Linked DNA regions of Mus musculus: all the other regions are linked to region 1. The links are chromatin contacts, called in public ChIA-PET, Micro-C and promoter capture Hi-C maps. All regions are on one chromosome and are shown on one strand. Each heading gives the region's core, a stretch centred on a gene start, on an enhancer-like site or on the middle of the called end of the contact. The rest is flanking DNA. Distances are from core to core; before and after follow the strand shown.

What was found. Hi-C and Micro-C count contacts between places; a contact is called where the count stands out from the background. ChIA-PET counts read pairs in DNA pulled down with a chosen protein or histone mark. Capture Hi-C pulls out chosen DNA fragments and counts their contacts.
Region 2: a contact with region 1 is called in an RNA polymerase II ChIA-PET map of memory CD8 T cells, with 6 read pairs. The contact joins the promoter of Ccdc62 here to the promoter of Diablo in region 1. A contact is called at or near these places in 2 of 39 promoter capture datasets (embryonic stem cells and neutrophils) and 1 of 115 datasets of contacts at active chromatin or transcription factors (memory CD8 T cells).
Region 3: a contact with region 1 is called in a Micro-C map of embryonic stem cells, with 3 times the contacts expected there. The contact joins the promoter of Denr here to the promoter of Diablo in region 1. A contact is called at or near these places in 13 of 39 promoter capture datasets (the 3T3-L1 cell line, the HPC-7 cell line, cranial neural crest and 8 more), 1 of 15 datasets of contacts at CTCF or cohesin (embryonic stem cells), 7 of 484 Hi-C or Micro-C datasets (B cells, CD4 T cells, cerebral cortex and 2 more), 3 of 115 datasets of contacts at active chromatin or transcription factors (T-cell acute lymphoblastic leukemia, memory CD8 T cells and stem cell-derived neural progenitor cells) and 1 of 9 other capture datasets (liver).
Region 4: a contact with region 1 is called in a promoter capture Hi-C map of pancreatic islet. The contact joins the promoter of Hcar2 here to the promoter of Diablo in region 1. A contact is called at or near these places in 2 of 39 promoter capture datasets (the HPC-7 cell line and hematopoietic stem and progenitor cells) and 1 of 9 other capture datasets (pancreatic islet).
Region 5: a contact with region 1 is called in a Micro-C map of embryonic stem cells, with 2.6 times the contacts expected there. The contact joins the promoter of Wdr66 here to the promoter of Diablo in region 1. A contact is called at or near these places in 9 of 39 promoter capture datasets (the 3T3-L1 cell line, 3T3-L1-derived adipocytes, the HPC-7 cell line and 6 more), 2 of 484 Hi-C or Micro-C datasets (embryonic fibroblasts and embryonic stem cells), 4 of 115 datasets of contacts at active chromatin or transcription factors (embryonic forebrain, embryonic stem cells and neural tube) and 3 of 9 other capture datasets (adipose tissue, liver and pancreatic islet).

The regions. Positions count from the first base shown.
Region 1 is chr5:123,522,679-123,525,724 of GRCm38.p6, forward strand. Diablo (diablo, IAP-binding mitochondrial protein) reads right to left here and starts at 1,486. Exons shown (of 6, transcript NM_023232.3): 1 at 1,393-1,486; 2 at 577-703. The coding sequence starts at 1,442. It overlaps Mir7647 (microRNA 7647), which reads right to left and starts at 17; the gene lies at 1-17.
Region 2 is chr5:123,929,292-123,932,337 of GRCm38.p6, forward strand. Ccdc62 (coiled-coil domain containing 62) reads left to right here and starts at 1,398. Exons shown (of 13, transcript NM_001134767.1): 1 at 1,398-1,569. The coding sequence starts at 1,408.
Region 3 is chr5:123,905,620-123,908,665 of GRCm38.p6, forward strand. Denr (density-regulated protein) reads left to right here and starts at 1,656. Exons shown (of 8, transcript NM_026603.4): 1 at 1,656-1,747; 2 at 2,481-2,595. The coding sequence starts at 2,490.
Region 4 is chr5:123,864,030-123,867,075 of GRCm38.p6, forward strand. It overlaps Hcar2 (hydroxycarboxylic acid receptor 2), which reads right to left and starts at 1,487. Exons shown (of 1, transcript NM_030701.3): 1 at 1-1,487. The coding sequence starts at 1,409. The coding sequence ends at 327.
Region 5 is chr5:123,252,298-123,255,343 of GRCm38.p6, forward strand. Wdr66 (WD repeat domain 66) reads left to right here and starts at 1,491. Exons shown (of 21, transcript NM_001370840.1): 1 at 1,491-2,461. The coding sequence starts at 1,508.

The DNA.
Region 1 (3,046 bases), core at 236-2,735:
GCCAGGAGGTGGTAGTTCATACTTTTAATTTATATGAATGGTGTTTTATATGCATGCCTCCAAGTGTGTCTGTGTGAGAGTGTCAGATTCTCTGGAACTGGAGTTACAACAAGGTGAGAGCTGCCTGATGGCTGCTGGGAAACACATGGCTATTCCTCCCGTTTCTGCCTACCCTCCCCACTTCAGTTCTTTTACAATGCATTTTTAACCTCAGGACCCTCAAAGGTTAAGCAGCACATGTGCAAAATTTAGCCCCTTCGATTTTGGTACAAGAATAACGGTCTACTTCCCAGTTCAACTGATGCTCAGTTTCAGGGGTGGTGGAGTGGGGGCAGAATCTGTTAAGAACACTGTTTCTATAACATGAGAAAATGGGAAACGTGCTCCACTCGGAAGATGCGGGTTTAGTACAGTACATGGCATCATGGAAGGGGGTACCTATGAAAGTGTGGCAGCTTGTCCAATGCTCAGGAGTTCACTAAGACTTGGAAATAGTCTCTGGGGCAAGTCAGGGTCCGGGCGTTCTTTCCCTGGCCCCTTTACCCTATATATAATAGTCACATGACAGTCCCTTACCTGAGCAATAGGAACCGCACACAGTGTCATGCCAAATCCAGTCAACACAGTTTTGTGCCATGGTTTTATCAATTCTGAGAAACAGCGTTTCTTAGAGTTAGCCAAGACAGGAAAACGCTGTCTGTACCTGGAAACATAAGTCAAAATTTAAAAAGCCCAAAATCAATCTGTAAAAGGCTCTGTGGTCTGCAGGAGTTTTGGACCAAGCAGTAAATGAGACTAAATGAGGAAGTGCCCGCAATCTTCTAAGAAAATAAACCACAGGACGGCCAGTTAAGTCTCGGCACTCGGGAGTCAGGGGCATGCGATCTGAGTTCCACGAGCGACAGGTCAATGCGCGTGGAAGCGTCCCGCCAGGCGGAGAAGTTTCAAAGTCGCCGCAGCCGATTAGCAACTTGACGCCAACGTAAAACTCTCCGGAGTGCGCAGGATTCAGCTTTAGACCCCGGGACCTGGGTTCCAGGTGTCGCCAATGGTCGCCTCCAGCAAATCCCGGGAGCGAGCCGCTGTCGCCGGTGGCCGAGTTTACGGGGACCCGTGCTCTCTCTAACAATGCGCTGCCAGCCAACGCCGTGGCCCGGCTGTCCCTCAGTGTCCCTGGGGACCCCCCAAAGCCAGCCCCCGGGATGCGTGGGAGGAGAACCACTTTCAGGCGCCCGTCCCTGATGGAGGACGAGGGACGAAGGCGGGGGCCCGCCTCTAACTTCAGAAGAAGGCGGGACGCGGCAGCACCACGGCCCGGGGCCGACGCACTGGCCGGCACGGCGCTCCCGGTTCCTCTCCGCCGCCGCCCGCCCTCTGCTACCGCGGCCGTACCTGAACAGAGAGCAGACGCTCCGAGTCACCCAACTTCTCAGAGCCGCCATCCCGCGGCGGACCGACGCCGGACGCACGCGCCGGAAGTGACGCAGCATAGCAAGCAGAAGCGCAAGCGAGGCGGGGCCCAAGGAGCCCGGAGCTTCATGGTCACGCCCCCAGAGGAGGACGCGGTTGCGATTGGACAAACGGAGTGGGCGGGGCCGGGACACCAGGAAACCGCTCTAACGGTCGCACCTGGCTTCCAACCGCTCCGACTTCGTCGCCGGTCCCCGCAGGCTCCAGTGCACGGGTGCTGAAGCCGGGTCGCGCGCCGTGACGCGGGCAGCGGGCTGGGGGGCGAGGCGAGGCGGGGCCGCTCCTGGAAAGGGAGACTGTGTGGCCAGGGAGGGGAAGCTCGGAGCCACGGCGAGGCGCGGTGGGGCGGGGCGGAGCAGGGCGGGGCCGGGGCGCTGTCACTTCAGCACCAAGAAGTAGGTGGTCCAGCCGGCCAGCAGGAGCGCCCCGATGAGCACAGTGTAGCTGAGGAGCACGAAGGCGAGCAGCTCCCGCAGCAACTGCAGCACGTGGATGGTGGACGAGGTCTGCATCGCCCTGCAGAGACCGGGAGCCTGAGCACGCACAGGCTGCACGCAATGAACAGTACTCTTCCAAGGCCAAGGAAGCCCAAAGTGCTATTCTCCCCTACACTGAAAGTCTAAAGCAGTAGTTGCCCCCCACTCTCACTGGCACTTGAACTCAGACAAGGGAAGGAGCCTGGTCTTTTCCAGTCCTGACTCTGTATTAGGCTCCAACCGCCCTCTCTTCCCACCATCTCTTGCATTTTTAATGGAGCTGGTGCCGCTAATGGGCTAGTGGAAGACAGTTTTATTTTCCCTTCACTCAAGCCGCAGCCCTGTCTATGGCCCTGTCTCATAGTGGAGGGGAAGCAGCAGGACATTGCTCATTCCCTCCGTCATTCCCCTGGCCTTGTCGATGATAGATTTTAAGGATTTTTTCTTGTGTGTGCCCCCAGTATGCTTGCCTAATAGCCAGTCAGGATTAAAATTGAAGGGTGTCAAGTGATGGGTACTAACTCGATTTCACTCATATCTTTCTTGATATGCTTTATGCATCTGCCCTTAGCTAATTTCACCTCAGATGCTAAGAGTCACAAGCTAGCTCAAATTCATTGCTGCCTTGCCTAGCAGTTACCATCAATGGCAGCCTCTAGTTTCCCACTCTTCCCAATTTACTTACTTGGCAAAGTTTCCACGACTCTTCCACCTCCACAGCTTCCACAGCCGCTCTCAGGTATGGTGAAAGTAGACTTGTACGCACTCCAGAGATCTGGGCAGAGCTGAGAGGTCTTCAGGCAGCTGGAGCACTCAACAACTAGGTGTGGTCTAGCGACCAATTACAATCTCTGTGTGGTTTCTGAGCTCCCAGGGAGCTGCGCACAGGCAATGCCAGACCAGGCGGGGCATTAACAGCCCTGCCCGCCCTCTGCCTGCATTACCTCCACAGCCTACAGGATGAGGCATCAGCAGTTTCCAGGACTTCTGACTCAAATGGGCTGAACAAGTGGTACACTAGGGGGTATTTCAAGCCCCTTCTTGTCTTGCTTGTCTAAATACTACAGACAGGCTGTACTTCCAATACTGCTAATACTGAG
Region 2 (3,046 bases), core at 148-2,647, 410 kb after region 1:
TTTAAAGGTTGATTTTAATTCTAATTGTCATAATCTTGTTTTGTTTTGGGTTTGGGTTGTCTTAGAGCTTGCTCTGTAGACCAGGCTGGCCTTGAACTAGGACCTCTGACTCCGGAGATTTAAGGATTTAAGGTGTGATCAACACCTGGCTAGTTTTTTAATCTTTTTGCTTTTTCATTTGCTACTTTTTAGTTTTTCGAGACAGGGTTTCTCTGTGTAGCCCTTGCTGTCCTGGAACTCACTCTGTAGATACCAGGCTGGCCTTGAACTCAGAAATCCGCCTGCCTCTGCTTTCTGAGTGCCGGGATTAAAGGTGTGCGCCACTCATTTGCTACATTTTTATTAGGTCTGTAGCATGTGGTAAAGAGTTTGCATCCTGATGGTGACAGAGATTCGATCCCTAGCACACATATAATTTTAAGTTCATTTATTTTGGTGTGAGTGTGTGTTGGTGTGCAGAGATAAAACAACTTTGAATTCTCTCCTTCCACTGTGGAATCCTAGGATAATTCTCAGGTGGTCAGGCCTGGGTGGAAATAGCTCTTAGGGTCCAGGGTTATTCTGCTTGCCCCCACCCCCTTCTGACTCCCTAACAACCATAAAACGAAAGGCCGAAATCCTAGAGCCTGGGAAGAGGATGGCTGGATAGCCCTTCTGGCATAAGTGGTGGACCTGCCTCAAAGGTGATGATGGAAGGCCTCTGGAGGGAGACTCTGGAAGTTGCACTGATGCGGGAATGCACAAACATGGAAATAATGAGACCCAGAATTCCCGTAGGTCTCCGTCGTTTCTCCGCGGGATCCAGCAGTATTATGGTAAATGTGGCTGGAGAGATGGCTCAGTGGTTAAGAGCACTCACTGCTCTTCTGAAGGTCCTGAGTTCAATTCCCAGCAACCACGTGGTGGCTCACAACCATCCGTAATGAGATCTGACGCCCTCTTCTGGGGCGTCTGGAGACAGCTACAGTGTACTTACATATAGTAAATATATTATATATATTAATGATATAATTACTAAAATATCTTTTTAAAAAATAATAACATGTCACGGTTCTCATCACTACTAAGAGCAGATCGATGATCGATTGACTGGCAGACCCTCTGTCTCCAATGATCTTGGTTCAGACCAGTGCTGAGAGCCCGGCCCGGTTCTTCAGACTAAACATCCACAGGGAGGGACCCAGGATCACTGGGACCTAGAAACGGCTTTTAATTCACTTCGTCTTTCCCGCTGCGACGCTCTGGGAACCTTAGAGGGGCCGAAGGCTTCCGGCGTGGGAATGAATATAGGTTCACGTTCTTGATCCGCGAGCGAGCACAGGCGCAAGTCTCGCGAGAGCATCACTCCTGCGCAACGTCCGAGTGCGGCCCGCCGGCTGGCCCGGCGGTTTGAGTGCGCATGCGCGCATGCGTAGCTCTGAGGGCGCGCCGTCCTGGGCTGTGGCTTTGCCCCCGCCGCTGCGGCCGTGCGCCTATGGCGTCTCGGAGGTGACCCGCTGCTGGCACCAACTCTCTCTGGGGGCGGGGGAGTCATCCATGAACCCTTCGGCGACCTTATACCGGCGCCAGGTGAGCGCCGCCGCCCCGGGACAGGGCGCCGAGAGGCCGGCCCTAGCTGGGACCCAGCGACGAGGCACGAGCACCGGAGCGCTGCTGTTGAACGTTGGCAGGGACATTGCCCTCCCTCGCTTATTTAACAGTAGCCTAGCGAGTGGACCGACTTCTTCCTTCCCATTGACAGTCTCGAAAGTGAATTTGCCCAAGGATTGCACTTAACGTATCAGTGTAGGGTGACACGAACACTTTTTGTATGATGGGTTTATTACCTGGTTACCTCCACTGAGCCCCGTCCCCCCCTCCCCCCGCTGCCACCCCTAATAGACTGGAATCCAGGTACTGTGACTTGGAATTCCAAGTTCTTTTGTGTGTGTATTTAGGTACTAGTAACTGAAAGTCATTATAAGTCTTTTTCAAAGTACTGTCCGAAATCATATACATGACTGCCCTATGAACTTGTCGTGCCCTCCACGCCCTGGGTAGACCATGCTGGCATCGCTCTGAACTCCCCCTGCCTCCTGAGTTCTGAGAATATCCGTGTGAGCCGTCATATCCCAACGTTAAATATCTTTAACTTGGGGGCTACGCTTAGCTTGGTGGTAGAGTTGTCTTGCACGCATGGGGCGAGTTCAGTCCCCACCTTTCCTACACAAAAACAGAACATAATTCTGTACCGTATGGTTTGGTTTGGTTTTTGGTTTTTCAAGACAGGGTTTCTCTGTATAGCCCTGGCTGTCCTGGAACTCACTCTGTAGACCAGGCTGGCCTCGAACTCAGAAATCCGACACCTGCCTCTGCCTCCCAAGTGCTGGGATTAAAGGCATGTGCCACCACGCCCGGCTGGCATCTGAGTTCTGTGAGTTCAAGGCCAGTTTGCAAAACTGACAGGGCTGCATAGCAAGGCCCTGTCTAACTGTAACTAATAATAATAATGATAGCTAATGCTGAGTGATTACTATACTCCAGGCACTTATGACGACTATAGGTCTGTAATTCCAGCTATTGTGGAGTCTGGAAATTTCAAGGACTCAGAGTGAGCCCCTGGGCAAGGCAATTTAGTGAGACTAAGTCTCAAAAGGTTATTTCCATAAAAGGCTGTGGAGGTTAGAGAGATGGTTTGATGGTTGGTTAAGAGAACCGTTTGCTCTTCCAAAAGACCTAGGTTTGATTCCCAGGGCCCCCCTATTGTTACTCATTAATGTCAGCAGTTCTGATAGCAACTTCCAACCTCCACAGGCACTGAGCCTGCAAGATACACAGATGAACACGCAGTAAAGCACTCATACACAGAAGTAACAATAATTAACAAATGCTGTAGATATTGCTCAGTGATAGGGCATTTGTCTAAGAGTACTGCCGTTACCCTTTTACGGGTAAAGACTGAGAGTGGGAGATGCCAGGTAACCTCATTAAGGTTATATAACCATGATGTGGCCAACTCCAGATTCAGGTTGATAGGACGTGACATACATTGGACTTTAAAACGGTT
Region 3 (3,046 bases), core at 406-2,905, 380 kb after region 1:
CCTGGCTTTGGACATAGATCCTAGCAATCTAATTCAGGTCTTCGTGCTTACCAACTGGGCCATGCTCCAAGCTCTGTATCATGGTGTGCTTTTTCTTTTTCTTTCTGGTTTTTTGTTTGTTTTTTAAACATAAGTCTTACTGTGTAGCCTTGGGTGACCTTAAACTCAGCAATCCTTCTGTTTCAGCTGTCTAAGTGCTGAAACTACAGGCATATAATGCACACACACACACACACACACACACCACACACATACACACCCACACCCACACACACACCCACACACACCACATACACACACACACCACATACACACACACACACACACACCACACCCACACACACATACACACACACACACACCACACACACACACACACACACACACACACGAACACTCATCCACACACCCACACACATATATACAGGGTTTCAGGGTTTCTCTGTGTAGCTCTGGCTATCCTGGAACTTGCTCTGTAGATCAGGCTGGCCTCAAACTTAGAAATCCACCTGCCTCTGCCTCCTGAGTGTTGGGATTAAAGGTGCATATCACCCACCATGCTTAGCGAAATGTACATCTTTGCTGTGTGGGGTTTTTTTTTCCAGTCTGTAGATTAAACCCAGAGCCTTGTACGTTCAACACAAATGCCCTACGCTTACAGGCCAACAGCTTTGAACTTTGTAGACTAGGTTGGCCTAAAACTCAGACATTGGCCTGCCTCTGTCTCCCAAGTGTTGGGATTAGGGCTGGGCCTGTAACTCAAGGCAGAGCTCTTCTGTAGCATTCACAAAACCCTGGGTTCAATTCCCGGCACCAAAGGAAAGTTCCGGGAGGGGGGCCATATTTGGGTAGCTTAGTTCATGAAGGTGATGTTAAAAGCAAAAACGCAATGGTCTTTCTACCAGGCCCTTTCTGAGCTCCGAAAGTGTCCCAGTGCTATTCCTGTTTCACAAGTGGGACTTGGGCTGAGTATGCAGATGAAGGGATTTCCCCAAACTAAAAACAAGGAAGCAAAATTTAGACAAGGACCCGTGTGGTTAAAACCAGAAATCCTGAGACCGGATGGGAAAATCCCCGTTATAGAACACGTAGAAGGTGAAATATGCAAAAAGGAGCATATGGGAACAGTCGTCAGCCTGATGAAATAAATTCAAACAGTAATTAATATGACCTTTGCACGAGTAATTCCTATTTAGGGAATCGGAATGAAATAAAACCCTATGTCTCATTCAGCCACCATCTCTACGCCGTGGGGTGACTTATGCATCAGGCTAGTTAGTGGTTAGTCGGGACACTAGGATGTAGCCCAGACACTGGGGCAAGGCTGCCCACATCATTAATAGAGAGTCACCTGTGACTCAAGAACCTCTGCGCCAGTCCAGTCCACGCCCCACTGCGCAGGGACAGCCTGAGCCGCTGGCTCCCCCTTTGCCAATGGATAGCCAGCGCCCCCTACCGTCCGGCCGCCTCTACGCAACTCGGTCCCGTTTCCCCACCCCACACCCCTTCCCCCGGGCTCCACGCATGGGCGCATGCTCCTCCCTTTTTGGGCCCCGCCCACCCCGGCACGGTGGCGTCTCGCGACATCCTCCTAGCGGCTGGCCGGGGATATCGCGATAAAGGCTCATTGTCTCGCGCGAGCGCGCCCCAGCAGCGAATTTCGGGGCAGCCGTGGCCGGGAAGAGGAGTTGCATGTGTCGCTTCAGCTGGCGGGAGCGGAGGCGGCGGGGGCCGTGCGACCGGCTGGGTAATGAGCGCTCTCATTCGCGCTGCTGCGGCGGCCTCCCCGGGAGCTGGCGGCGCTGCCGAGGCGGCCCAGGCGCTGCCTAAAGCAGGAAGGGGGCCGGGCCGGGCGTCTCCACGCCCGCCCACATGGGGGCCTCCTGTGGAGTCCCCGGGATGTCCCCCTTAGCCCAGCCTTCCAGCGGGCTACCTGTCCTTTTCCCCAGGCCTGGCCCGATTTCCCCTCCCCAGGCTGTGGCATTGCCGTCCTTGTCCCTGGCTTGGTCTCTTTTCGGGATTTTGCTGTCGCCGCACCTTGCATTCTGGGCACCTCGAGTGACTTCGTCCCTGTCGTGCCAAGGTGTCCATAGCCTTTTAACTGCAGGCTGCATCCCTCCCATAGCAACCTCAGACCTGCCCCGTCTCTGTTGAAGCCACCAGCCCAACTCTGTCCCCCTTACTGCTTCCTCTTTTCCTCTGGTGTCCCTTTTTGCCCCTGCCCCAACACAGCCTTCATGGCCCCATTTAATTCTCGCTTCCCTGTAAACCCGTGGATGCAGGTAGATGAGGCTCCAGTTGATCATCAGTGACTCTAATGAGACTTCGTGTCCTTCTTTTAATAGACTCAAAACAGCTTTGGTGTTTGGGGGATACACAGTGGAAGCTAAGACTGCACCCCACCCCCAAGGCTGCTTATTTGGGGGGCGGGGGTCGAGCTTCTCAGATAGTGAAGTCGTGTGTGTCATTCTTGTTTCCAGGTTTGTGAGATGGCTACTGACATTTCTGAATCCAGCGGGGCGGATTGCAAAGGCGATACGAAGAACAGTGCCAAGTTAGATGCGGATTACCCTCTTCGAGTCCTTTATTGTGGAGGTAAGTGTTGGAACGACTGGCTCGCTGGTTTTTATACCTGATATTGATAGTTTCACATTTGGTCGTGTTCGCTCCCCCAACTGTCTTGGTTGTTGGGTGGATTCTTAGTTGAAGAGGGGGGGAGCCTAGTGAGGACCCATGGGTTGGTAGATGACTCCTTCTTTTCCAGGGTCACTTGGGTCTTGCGTCCTGGCCTGGAGGAGTTTCCTGGCCAATTGAAGTAGAGAGATACCAGGAGCCTGATCCCAGCCTGACTGGTGTTCCTTTGTAAGGAAAGCTTGTTGGAAGCTAAGGAGCCTTGGGGATAGTGAAGGATGGAAGAGCTAAGGTACAGAATCCTAAAGGAAATGAAGCAGGGCCTGGAGCTGTTGCTTGGTGGCACAGCACTTGTCCAGACAGTTCAAAGCCTCTACATTCAGTCCCAGTACTGGAGTGAGGAGGGGTCTGGGGG
Region 4 (3,046 bases), core at 237-2,736, 340 kb after region 1:
GAGCAGAACTGAGGTGTGTCTGGGTGCATCTGGGACTCAAACTCTGCAGGACTCTGTCTTCTTCAGTCCTGTAAGCTTGGAAGGCTGAGAAGTTTCCACTGTCTGGAAACTCTGCTTTCTGTTCCTCTGAGATTTTCTATGGCTGCACCTCGCAACCAAAACTGCTCACTGCACCACGCCGTTTCTCTAAATTCGATTCTCCGAATCTAGAAGTTCCAAGAAAGCGTAAGCCAAATCTGAAGATGTTACCCTGTTCAACGAACGGCCAAATCGCCTCTCCAGAGAGCACAGGCCTGAGCGGCAATCTCCCTTCTTGTCATAGTAACTTAACGAGATGTGGAAGCCAGATAAGGGGGGCTGCCTGGCTCACTGGGGTCAGCCATTAGCGCCCCTGGAATACTTCTGGTTGTGCTGGGGTCCCCCGTGAGCTCCACACTAGTGCTTCGGTTATTATCGGGTTCACCCAATGTTTTCTTTCGAAGGCAGCGGTTGATACACGTGGAGAAGAAGTTGGGGAAAGATGGGCTGGAGAAATAGTAGACCACAGGGTCCAGCATGCTGTTCATGTAGGTAAAGCTAAGGGTGGTAAAGAAAGCCAGGTCCACCGAGGAGTAGATGTCACAGTTGCGTACGTTATATTTGTAGAGAAGCCAGAAGATGCGGATGCGCACAGCCACACTGGGTAGGAAGCAAATGATGAATACAATAGCCACCACCATGATGAAGTTGATGGCCCTCTTGATCTTGGCATGTCTGTCCATCTGTCTCTGCCTCAGGCTCCAGATGATCCTGCCTGAGCAGAACAAGATGATGGCCAGGGGCAAGAAGAATTCCAAGAGGAACATAGCATCGTGCCACCTGAAGTTGTAACAGATGCTGAAGCTGCTACACAGATATGCCTCGCCATTTTTGGTCATCATGTTTGTATAGAGGAGGTGGACAGTCAGGCCGATGGTGAGACCCCACAAGAAGCAAGAAATGATGGCCGCCGTCCGGTTGGAGATCTTGTTCAAGAAGTGGTGTGGATGGACCACCCGGAAGTAGCGGTCCACAGCCACCACGGTGAGGAAGATGATGCTGCCCTGTCGGTTCATAGCCAACATGAAGAGCATCACACGGCAGGGGATGCCTCCGAACCTCCAGTCCCAGTTATGGACATAGTTGTCCGTCAGGAACGGCAGGCAGATGATCAGGAGAAAGTCAGCCACGGCCAAGTTGAACAAGAAAATCCGGCTGGATTTCCAGGACTTGAGGTGGAAACAGAAAATCCACAAGGCAAGGCCATTGCCCAGGAGTCCGAACACAAATTCCAGCCCCAACACCGGTGGCAAGACCTTGGCGATGTTTTCATCTCGGAACACACAGCAGTTCTTGCCGTTTATCACTAGAAAATGGTCTGACTTGCTCATGAGTGGATCTGGCCAGTCCAGCTTCAGAGTGCCTCACCTAGCGAAGGCTCAAGGCGAGTGTGTGTCTGTGTGGTGAACGTGTGGTTCAGCCCTCGGCTTTATGTCATGTCAGGGTGTTGAAAGAGATGACTGAATGGTTACCAGGAAACTACGAAATCATTTAAAAAAAAAAAAGGCTAGCAAGGCTCTTATGCAACTTACTGTTTGCATAAACAAGTAATAAAAAAAAAGTCCCCTGGGCAGACGGGAACCCACAAATTTTTCTAAACGTAAAGGATAAGTTTAGGCAAGCCGACTGTCAGAGGTGGACGAGTCAGATCTGAGGGCATTCCTTCTGAAGGCTGCAGGCATGCATGCTGGCTAGGTGATTGGCCTCGGAGAATCCATTCACTGCAATTTGCTTAGCTGACAATAATTAATAAATTAACAAGGGCAGTAACCATGCACTGTGCTAAAAGAACAGTCAGGCTTTCCAGGAGCAGTAAGAGTTCGTGTGAAATTCTACTATGCATTGGTAATGTGGATACGGTTTCCTCTGTCTGTCTGTCTGTCTGTCTCTGTCTCCCCCACCTCCTTGTTTTCTTTCTAGGATTTATTTTTATTTTTGCATGCCTGTCTATGTGGCTATGTACATACAACAACAGCCCCAGAGGCTATTGGATGCCCTGGAGCTAGAGTTATAAGACAGTTGTCATCCACCCCAATGTGGGGATAGGGAGCTTAATGCAGGTCCTCTGCAGGAGCAGCGGGTGCTCCTAACCCCCAACTCAGTTCTCTAGCGCCGTGCTCTTTTTCCTTTTTTCCTTCCTCTCAGATAGATGTCTCCTCTTGTTACGTCTCCCAAGCTGGCTTCTCCATCTTCCTGCTTCTTCTTCCCGAGTGCTGGGATTGCAGACACAGCGCCTGGATGTGTGGTATTCGTAGAAATGGCTCTGATTTCAAGCCTCAAGAGGGTGCAGAAAGATAACATTTCCTTTCTCTCTCTTTTTTTTAAAGTGTGATTAAGTGTCATCTTACAGAGTATCTACCATTGACTATCTACTTTGAGTTTGAAATTAGAAATTGGAAATTTGCCAGGTGGTAGTGGTGCATACCTTTAATCCCAGTACTCGGCAGGCGAAAGCAGGTAGATCTCTGAATTTACCTGCTCTACAGATCGAGTTCCAAGACAGCCAGGGCTAGACAGAGAAACTGTCTCAAAAAAAAAAAAAAAAAAAAAAAAAAAGAGGAAATGTGTCCCTTTAGCTGCCTACCCAAATCCTCAATGGCATTTGACGGACCTTGTAGTCTAGACTCAGGGTGACCTGATCTTGGATCCTATAGGATCAGGATACTTCATGGAGACTGTGACAATGAAGATGACAACTTTGAGATTGGTGGTGCCCACATTGCAGTTTCCAGTGTTCCAAATTCCATGTCTTGAAACTCCATGTTTGCCCATTTTTTTCAAGATTGATTTATTTATTTTTATGTATATGAGTATACTGTAGCTGTACAGATAGCTGTGAGCTATCATATGGTTGTTGGGAATTGAACTCAGGACCTCAGCTCGTTCCAGCCCCGCTTGCTCCGGCCCAAAGATTTATTTATTATTATATGTAAGAGCAATCTAGCTGTCTTCAAATGCACCAGAAGAG
Region 5 (3,046 bases), core at 241-2,740, 270 kb before region 1:
AGGAAAAGAAACTGGTGGCTCCTGGACCTCGTGGTAGGATAGACTTGCGCACCTGTGGCATTGCCCCCGCCTGGGTGTGGAAAATGTCAAAGTGGCATTTTTTTCAAACAAAAGAACTAAATTCTAGCTCTGTCGTAAGTCGTGCCTCCCAGGGCCACAAACTTTTTCATTTCCTTTTCCTTTTCCTTTTCCTTTTCCTTTTCCTTTTCCTTTTCCTTTTCCTTTTCCTTTTCCTTTTCCTTTTCCTTTTCCTTTTCCTTTCCTTCCTTCCTTCCTTCCTTCTTTCTTTCTTTCTTTTTTTAGAAAGATTGTGCTGGCCTAAGAACTCGAGTGATCCTCCTGTCTCTACCTCCTGAATCGCAGTATTACAGACATGGGCCTAGCCCCCTGCTCCCAAACTCTTGCTTCATGTAGGTGCAAAATGAGAGAATGTATCAGAGGAATTAAATTTTTTTAAAAAATGATTTTATGTGTGAGACTGTTTTGTCTGCATGTATGTATGTGTACCACCTATGAAGTTCCCGCAGAATACAGAAGAGGGTGTCAGATCCCCTGAAACTCAAGTTACTTATGGTTCTGAGCGATCGTGTCATGGCTGGGAGTCAAACCTGGGTCTTCTGAAAGGGCAGCCAGAGTGCTCTTAATCACTGAGCCATCTCTCCAGCCCAGAATTAACTTTCTTTCTTTCTTTCTTTCTTTCTTTCTTTCTTTCTTTCTTTCTTTCTTTCTTTCTTTCTTTCTTTCTTTCTTTCTTTGCACATACCATGTTGAATGTGTTGATTTGGGAGTTAGTTTTCTCTTCTGGCCATGTGTTTCCCAGAGGAGGGGGCTCTGTCTACCTTAGACTTAGGGTCTCACCTGCCCCAGAGGTCTTTAAAACTCTCAGGTTCTTTGCAGAAAACTATTGCTTTTATCCCCATAGTACCTGATATCCCCCACCCTGCTTTTTTTTTTTTTTTTTTTTTGGCAAACACTTTGGGTGAACCTGTGTTGAGCATTTGACATGTATTGCCCCAGTCTGCAAATCATGTGAGAATGTAGGATTATCATTTTTATTTTTTTGCCTGTGAGCAAATTTGAAGAAAGGGTAAAATGGCTTGCGTCTAGTCACAGAACGAGGCTAGCGGAAGTTGGAGAGGAGGGAACCTTTAGCTGGCAAGCTTACACTTCAGTCATCAGCCCATCTCCCTCTCTTCTTCCTCCCAGCAGGGTTTTGCAAATGCTTGCCTTATGCATTTTGTTGCCTGTGGGAATATGAATTATTTAAAGTGAGAAGACTCTAAGATCAGTCCTAGAAAGATGGGAGGCCCTGGAAGTCAATATTTTAAAGATTTCTGAGACTTGAGCTGGGCTTTCCCAAGAAGCTGCCATTCTTTTCTTCCCACAGGAAGGGACCAGAGCTGCTTCTGCCCATTTCGACGTGTTAGCACCTCAGGAAGCCGGCACAGGAAATAGAGGGACCTGCTGAATCTACGTTAAAATTTCTGTAGCGGAAACTACAGAAGAAATGTCAGATACAGAAGAAAACCCCCTAGAAGAATCAAGAGAAAGTGGAGAGATGGAGGAGGAGAAGGAGGAGAAGAAGGAGGAGGAAGAGGAGGAAGAGGAGGGGGAGAAGGAGAAGGAGGAGGAGGAAGAGGAGGAGAAGGGGAAGGAGGAGGAGAAGGAGGAGGAGAAGGAGGAGGGGAAGGAGGAGGAGAAGAAGGAGGAAGAGGAGGAGAAGGGGAAGAAGGAGGAAGAGGAGGAGGAGGAAGAGGAGGGGAAGGGGAAGGAGGAGGAGAAGGAGGAGGAGAAGGAGGAGGAGGAGAAGGAGGAGGAGAAGGAGAAGGAGGAGGAGGAGGAAGAGGAGGGGAAGGGGAAGGAGGAGGAGGAGGAGGGGAAGGAGGAGGAGGAGGAGGAGAAGGAGGAGGAGGAGAAGGAGGAGGAGAAGGAGGAGGAGGAGGAGGAGGAGGAGGAGAAGGAGGAATATAATCCAAGTTTTGAAGAAGATGCTCTGCAGCAGAGCCTAACTGAGGGCTCACTGTCATGGGAGGAGTCTCAGGAGGATGGAGAGGGGCTGGAGGAGTGGGTGGAGAAGGAGGAGCAGAGAGAGGGAGAGGAAGTGAGAGGGGAGGAAGAAAGTGAAGTGAGAGGAAGGGAAGAGGAAGAGGGATGGGAGGAAGAGAAGAGCGGTGAAGAGGAAAAAAGTGAGGAGAGCGAGAGAAGTAAGGAAAGGGGAGGTGAGGAAGAGGGCCAGGAGAAGGAAGAGGCGGAACATGAGGGGGAAAGGGAGGAGGGAAGAGAAGAGGAAGAGAAAGAGAAGAGTGTGGAGCGGGAGGAGGAGGAGGAGGAGGAAGATACTGAGACAACTGAGACAAAAGCTGGACGAGCCAAGGAGGAAAAGAAAGAGAAGCAAAACAAAACAGCCCTGGTGGACAATATTGTCATCAGCCATGAGCCACCCAGGTCAAGCTCCTCCCTGGTGAGTCCTCCCCAAGCTCATCCACCCACTTACTCAGAATCATCCTCCCTGGTGAGTCCTCCCCGAAGCTTGTCCACCCATTTACACTGAATTGTCTGTCGCTTGGTGCTTGGCATGTGCCAGGCTGTGGGAGTACAAAACCAAAGTGAGACAGTCCCGAGGTTGGAGAAACAGCCAGGCCATTAAGAGCCCTAGCTGTTCTTACTGAGGGCTGAATTTTGGGTTCCCAGCACCCATGATGAAATGCCTTATAACTTTAGATCCAGGGAATTAATTCAATGTCCTCTTCTGGACTCCTTGAGCACCTGCACAACACACACACACACCACATAAATACACACATTAAAGAGAAGAGAAAACCATATGCTAAGTTCAGTAATTTTGAGATGCCTAGGAGGGTGGTTTAATCCAGTTTGGAGGCAGGTCAGTCCAAGCTTCCATGAAGTGTGTACCTAACTTGTAAAGGGTCAGTAGGTCAGCTGAAGGTCTTGGGACTGAGTTCCTGTGATATAATAGTGTGAATTTCTCACAGCTTGCTCCCCCCAAGAAAGAACCCAGCCCTGGTCCAAGGACAAGACTCCTAGT